Linked DNA regions of Danio rerio: region 1 is linked to region 2. The links are chromatin contacts, called in public Micro-C maps. All regions are on one chromosome and are shown on one strand. Each heading gives the region's core, a stretch centred on a gene start, on an enhancer-like site or on the middle of the called end of the contact. The rest is flanking DNA. Distances are from core to core; before and after follow the strand shown. Region 1 holds the start of crk (v-crk avian sarcoma virus CT10 oncogene homolog). Region 2 holds the start of gemin4 (gem (nuclear organelle) associated protein 4).

Evidence for each region. A called contact is a pair of places that touch in the nucleus more often than the background predicts.
Region 1: a Micro-C map of caudal fin shows a contact between it and region 2, with 8 times the contacts expected there. The contact joins the promoter of crk here to the promoter of gemin4 in region 2. A contact is called at or near these places in 5 of 18 Hi-C or Micro-C datasets (caudal fin, embryo, fibroblasts and 2 more) and 2 of 4 datasets of contacts at active chromatin or transcription factors (caudal fin and embryo).

What each region holds. Positions count from the first base shown.
Region 1 is chr15:27,216,500-27,219,971 of GRCz12tu, reverse strand. crk (v-crk avian sarcoma virus CT10 oncogene homolog) reads right to left here and starts at 1,731. Exons shown (of 3, transcript NM_001003628.2): 1 at 1,209-1,731; 2 at 1-111. The coding sequence starts at 1,428. lrrc75a (leucine rich repeat containing 75A) reads right to left here. Exons shown (of 4, transcript XM_021474345.3): 4 at 2,470-3,472.
Region 2 is chr15:27,061,795-27,064,977 of GRCz12tu, reverse strand. gemin4 (gem (nuclear organelle) associated protein 4) reads left to right here and starts at 1,309. Exons shown (of 2, transcript NM_001018144.2): 1 at 1,309-1,482; 2 at 3,019-3,183. The coding sequence starts at 1,473. All of the region lies in intron 4 of si:ch211-108p6.4, which reads right to left. It overlaps dhrs13b.2 (dehydrogenase/reductase (SDR family) member 13b.2), which reads right to left and starts at 966. Exons shown (of 8, transcript NM_001083830.1): 1 at 839-966; 2 at 318-500. The coding sequence starts at 914.

The sequences.
Region 1 (3,472 bases), core at 482-2,981, 150 kb before region 2:
TGGGCTCAATGAGAGTGGTGGTGTCCAGGTAGTGGATTTTGTAGAACTCCAACAGGGCAGGTAAGGCATCAAATTCCTGATCTCCAATCCGGAACCGAGGAGGAGCAAGCCCTGCGGGATGACATTATGAGATGATGGATGGATAATCAAGATCTGCTTAAATTTAAAGGGGTAGCTCAGCAAAAAATTCAATTTTTTCACAATTACTCATCATAATGTTAACACGAAAAAAAGTTACTGAACATAGGAATTTGGTAGGCATTTTATTTCTAATATGGAGGTGTAAATGGCTACTTAATTACAACATTCTTCAAAATATCTTCTTTTGTGTTCAACAGAAAAGAGAAACTAATATAGGTTTAGAACTTTTATCGGGGTGTACATTTAAACTGAACTCTCTCTAATCCATGAAAATCTGATAAGTGTTGCAAAAACTACATAGTATAACAATGTAACATTTTATGGGTTCAACCTATGGGAAAAGCAGCAAAAAAGATTGGAAATTAAATATTGCTGATCATTTCTGCAAACAAAAAAAGTGAGTTTATGTTATAAGTGATTGACATGACCTATAATAATGCGTGTAATTCAAATGAATGACAGACACATAACTAATAAGATTGTATTTGTTATATAAAAAGTTGATAAGGTGAGACATGTATGTCGGAGTAAGAATGTAATGAAGCAGCGGTTTTAAAATAAGGGTGAAACTGAAATAAACGAGCATTTAGTCAAGATAAATATGCACAAATTAATATAAACAAACAAATAAACAAACCAAGAACACAAAATTATAAGACACGATTCAAACGAAGCAAAATGTAAGTAGATAAAATAAAGATACTTCAAAGAATCTGCTAACGTGTGAACAATTGAACAACTATGTTAAATAATGACACATATTGCAACTAAACGTTTCCTATATTATATTATAAAACGAATTTGTATACAATTTTCACATAACAAATCTGGCATCATACACGAAAGCATACAAATCATTTTACACCCGAGAATGATATTTGGGGCCCGTAGTGTACAAGACCGAACCCCTGGTTACACAGCACCCCAGAATGACGCGAGATTTTAGACTGAATATGCACAACTATTCGTAGTATAGAAGTTTCATCGAGCTGCTAAGCGCTTTGCTAAAGCAGTATTTATCCGTCCTGTCGTTAATAGTATTTAAATACATTTGTTCAAACGCTTACCTGGTCCTGACTGGCGATTGCTGCTGATGCTGTTTATTATGTAATGAGAGACTTTGGAGTTCTCCGACACAGACAGCACGTAGTCCCCGGGAATAGTGATCGAGTCCCGCACCAGGAACACTCCATGCCTCTGCCCTTGGAGCAGCGAAACCGCCTCTTGCCGGCTTAATCTCCCCCAATACCAGCTCCCTCGGTCCTCCGAATCAAAATTTCCGGCCATGACTAGCGCTAGAAAAAAGCCCAGGCTTCACAGGCCTTCCCTTCGCCTCTCCTTATCCGCAAGCAGCGTTCAACTCATGCAAAAACTTTACCGCGTTCCGTTGTTGAACACGTTTCGAATACGCGCAGCATTCGCACACTTTTCAACGCTTTTTGGCCCAATCGATTAACAAAACAATTGACGTCGGTATTCCAACGTGCATGGGACGCAAAAACCGCGGCTATTCACCCAGAACTTCTGATAATTGTCCAGTGTAAACCAAAACGTACATTGGAAGTTGTCACAAGGAAGTTCAAATATTTCAAATGGCGGACAAGGGAAACAATTTTTGACCTTATTTCCCGGAAGTGATGCAATAGCCGCCGACGCGGATGGTGTCTGTTGGTGGTCATATTGGTGCGGTCAATATTGAAAGTAAGGCCTTATCTTGTATCATTATGGAGTTTCAATCTTTTTTTAACACCAACCGTTTTTTTTATTTTTAATTTATGTAATCGTATTTCGGAATTGTTCATATGAACACAATTATAACTTCTGAATTTACATTAGTTATACTGATCAATTTGCATCGCATTAATCTTTGTATTAACCCAAATTCCGCTAAACATAACAGTTTTGTTAAATTCTAGTGAGAGGTTCAAGTGGCTGGTCCAAACAGGTTGTTAACCAGTCCAAGCGGGCTGACCCCGAAATTACCTGAGCAAACAAACATAGTGTAAGTGGTCTAACAGTTAGTCTACTAAATTTAACAAATTAGACATCCCTTTAAAACATAAGTTAAATATGATTTTCATCAACCATATTCGCTAATTTATTTAAAGGTCGAAAGTGCTGTAAATTATTACAAAAAAAAAAAAAAACGGAAGTGCGTAAACACTGTCCTTTACAAGCGAGTCCACAAAATTAGCAACCACTAGATGTCGACATCGATTACTAATAGTTTGTAGTCTTTCTACCAGTCTCACCCAGTTACAATTCAGCTCTCAAATGGTCTAATCAAACATATTGACGACCAACATTATTCGTCGCGTAACGCATAAATGAAGTGTATATTTGTTAAAGGTTTATTGGTTTTGATACCAACAACAGTCAAATACATTTTTATTTGTTTACAAATAATCATACACATATTGCTGTTCCGGTTTGTCATTCCTTGCATTTCCCTTGGTTCATTAATCATTGTGGGAGTACAGAAATACTGACCAAGTCATTGTTCACAGCTCTTCAGTGCACTTTTATCGATATATATTCCGTAATGGCACAACTTGACTAAAAGATATGGCTTTGAAACACAGCAGGAGATTTTGAGGCTACCTGTTGACCATGAAATGACATGATAAATTGAAACATATTGGTCACCTTTACAAAGGCTACTAAACCATTCATGTAGGCTAATAAACCGTAATTTGAAGATGGAGCTTAGAAAAACACTGATCATATAAGCCATAGTTCTCAAACTGGAATCCTGGATGGCCACCACTCTGCATAGTTTTGCTCCAACCCTAATCAAACACAGCTGATTCAACCAATCAAGGTGTTCAAGACTACCAGTGACTATGAAGCAGGTGTGAGTTGGAGGTGGATAAAGCTAAACTATGCAGAGCTGTGGCCCTCCAGAATTGAGTTTGAGACTACTGCTATAAGCTATTATGATGATGTTAACGCACTATAGTATTTTCACTTAAGTGAATTCAAAATAATGGGTAATTAATTAAGACAAATCTAATTTTAAAATGTCTAATTTTCATGAAGACAAATCTAATCAATACACTGTAATTTACAGGCATATTTGAACTATTTTGAATTGCGTATATGAATAATGTGAAATTTTAAGTAGGCACTAAATATAGGTATATACTAAACACTTTATCATTTTATTATCAGTGGATAAATAGAAATGAAATCTTAATATCATTTAGAGGTTAAAGGATCTATTCTAACAAACAGAGAAATCTCACATCTCTTTAAAATCCATGTCCAGCAGCAACAACAGAATATCAGTATTACAAACCAATGCGTAGCCAAACAACAATTCCATGCAGTG
Region 2 (3,183 bases), core at 60-2,559:
GCGTTTGCATGTTCTCCCCATATTCACGTGGGTTTCCTCTGGGTGCGCCGGTTTCCCCCACAGTCCAAGGACATGCGGTACAGGTGTATTGGATAAACTAAAATTGGCTGTGGTGTATGAGTGTGTGTGTGTGTGTGAGAGAGAGAGAGAGTGTGTATGGGTGATTCCCAGTACTGGGTTGCAGCTAGAAGGGCATGCGCTGCGTAAAAAAAACATGCTGGAACAGTTGCCGGTTGATTCCGCTCTGGCGACCCCTTATAAATAAGGGACTAAGCCAAAGGAAAATGAATGAATGAATTCATATGACCTTTGCTCACCTGTGACAAGGAAGGTAATGGCGGGGTGTAAAGCACTGTCCCCATCTTTACCGAACTGAAGAACAGACTCTCTGTGGATATACTTGGTTTCAGTGTGTCCTTCTTCATTTATTTGAACCTTCTCGTCCACAAACTGACAAGGAAGCCATTGAACATCACGAAGAGATTGGGATCCATTTACACCTGGTTGAAACATATCGGTAAATAGGCTAATGTTACAGAGAATATTAACAAGACCATCAACAACAGCACAAAGAAATTGTAAACCATCAAACAAACAAATGCACAGAACATAGAAAAGTTCCCAATTTAAATAACTTTGACATTGAAATGGATTTTAAAGTCTCCAAATAGTAAATTCCTTCACAGTTTTACTAAACATGTTATAATAATTATGTTTAATTCGATCACTGAATGTTTGTAACACAGCTTTTGGCATAACGCAGCATTACATGAGCAAATAACAACACATATGTCGCTGACTACAAAGGAATATCTTTACACAGCTCATTTATAAATACCTAAGCATACAAGAGCTAGAATAAATCCACCAATAGTCCAAAACATGTTGTGTATTCTCGTCCTCAGGACAATCATTCCTGTTTCCTAAAACCGCCATGCAAACCTAGTCCGCGTAGTCTACTTTCTCTTTCGTTTCATTAAAACTGTCATTCGACCAACCGGTTCTTTCGAATATGATTCTGAACAAATCTTTTACTAAACGAATTATTATAACGTGTTCACTTAATCTTATAAGTTTAATGAATGACTCGCTTATCTTGTAAATGAATAGTTTGAGTGAGAAATAAATGTCAACTGGCGTCAATAAATTAATTTGAAGATTTTTTTTTTCGAACCGATTCAAAAGATTCAAATCATCGAGGAAGATCAAATGAATCAAATACCTCTTTGTCCGTGTGAGGGCGACAGAGAAACGCGGGAAGCAGAACTCGAACTTTCTTTCTCTGCCCACACACGTTGACGCGGAAGTAAACACATGCTCTGCAGTTTAGCGCAAACGTGTTGAGAGCAACCATACAAAACTAATATATATCTGATAATCCTCAACAAATATCTGAAAACCGCCGATATTGTCACAGTCTGGTGGATATGAGTTTCTGCAGCTGCTAACTTTTCTTTGGATTCACAAAAAATATGGATCAAGGTAACTTAATGATCTTATTTAAACTTACAAAATTACGTTATTTTATTATTTATGCCTTTTAGATTTTAATTCTAGCGTTTTATGCGTGAGGTTATCTGCGTTTAACAATATTTCATCATGTTTGTGTAGTTTTATTCTAACGTTAGTGAATGATGAAGTGATATGGTCATTTATGATAACAGAATGATGTTGGAAGTATCTTACACTGTTTTAAGGAGATCCCACATTAATGTACTATAATTTAGGTTTAGTAATTGCTATGGAAAAAAAGAAACGTCTTGTAAATTTCTCTGAATTTACTAGGCCCAATAAACTTGCAAGGGATGGGTTTCAGTAAAATGTTTTTTAAAAGGGTTATGTGGGCCTTTTATTAGATGTATTGAATTACATGTCTATTATTTGCTAATAATATTAGTGTTGTAGAATAGAAACATAATAAGCATTTATTTCTTTAAATGTTAGAGTTTACTTCATAAGTAATAAATATATCGACTTATCGCACAACACATGGACATGACCTCAATCATTTTTGGTGATGCAATGTATATCGCCCATACATAAAAAAACAATTCTGACAACATTTTAGCTGATTGTGGAACATCTTAATCTTCTTTGGAGGTGTCAGTATGGTTAAAAACACTATAGTATTTACTATAAATTACTGTAGTAAATTTTCATGTGGGTATCTGACAACTAAAAGTAAGTCTGGTAGCAGATATCACAGCCTCTGTTACCTTTTAACTTGCACATTTATTATTAATATTATTTATTTATATGCGTTTTCTCATTCTGATTCCCATGCCTAATTATTAAGTTGTTGAAATGACTGTAATTAAATTAAATATTCTTAAGAATACAATATGATGTGTTTTTTGGAAGAGTCTACTTGCATTGTGATAATATTATATTGTCTGGCATTATGTAATGAGTGAGTCTTAAAATATCAATAATATTACTTATAACAAATATTTTGGTGCAATATATTGTATAACAAAAAATAAATATCCTGACAGGCTTACTGATAAGAAAATAAATGATCTGCTAATAAAGTTGATGTGCTACTGGCCATGGGGGATTTTATTGGTGCCTTCCACATTTTGCACACAGGATACACTAACACTGTTGGCACTGTGGGACCTTTTCACTCAAAGAATGAGCACATTAGAGTTGAAATTTGTAAATTATTTAGGAAAAGACAGATCTAGATGTATCCTCAATTTTCTTGTTTTTGGTTTCTTGACTACACTTAAGATTCTAAAATAAAATCAATTGTCCATTGTATTTTTTTGCATTTTGTTTTAGTAATCAAGCTTAAAAATGAATATCAAGGTTAGTATTCACTGGCCTATATACTAGATATCTGCTTCAAATATAAAGAAGTTATCTTTGTTGGTCACTTGACATCTCTATATCAGTGCATCCCTAAACAGTTTCTGATGATCTTTATTTACGGCTGTTTTGGGAACACATAAAAAATTGTGAAGATCCTTTATCATGCCTTAAAGCAATATACCTGATACCAGTCTTCTGTTTTAGAGTCATGGCTGAGCTGTGAGAAGACGGCTGTGCTACAGGGAGGATTCCTACTGGCCAGTCAGATATGCCAACCTGAGCCACTCTCATCTTTAAGAAAAGAAGACTGGGATCGGATTGGACCTCCGATTGTTAACGCGGTCAAAGAGATATGTGAACATTCACTCA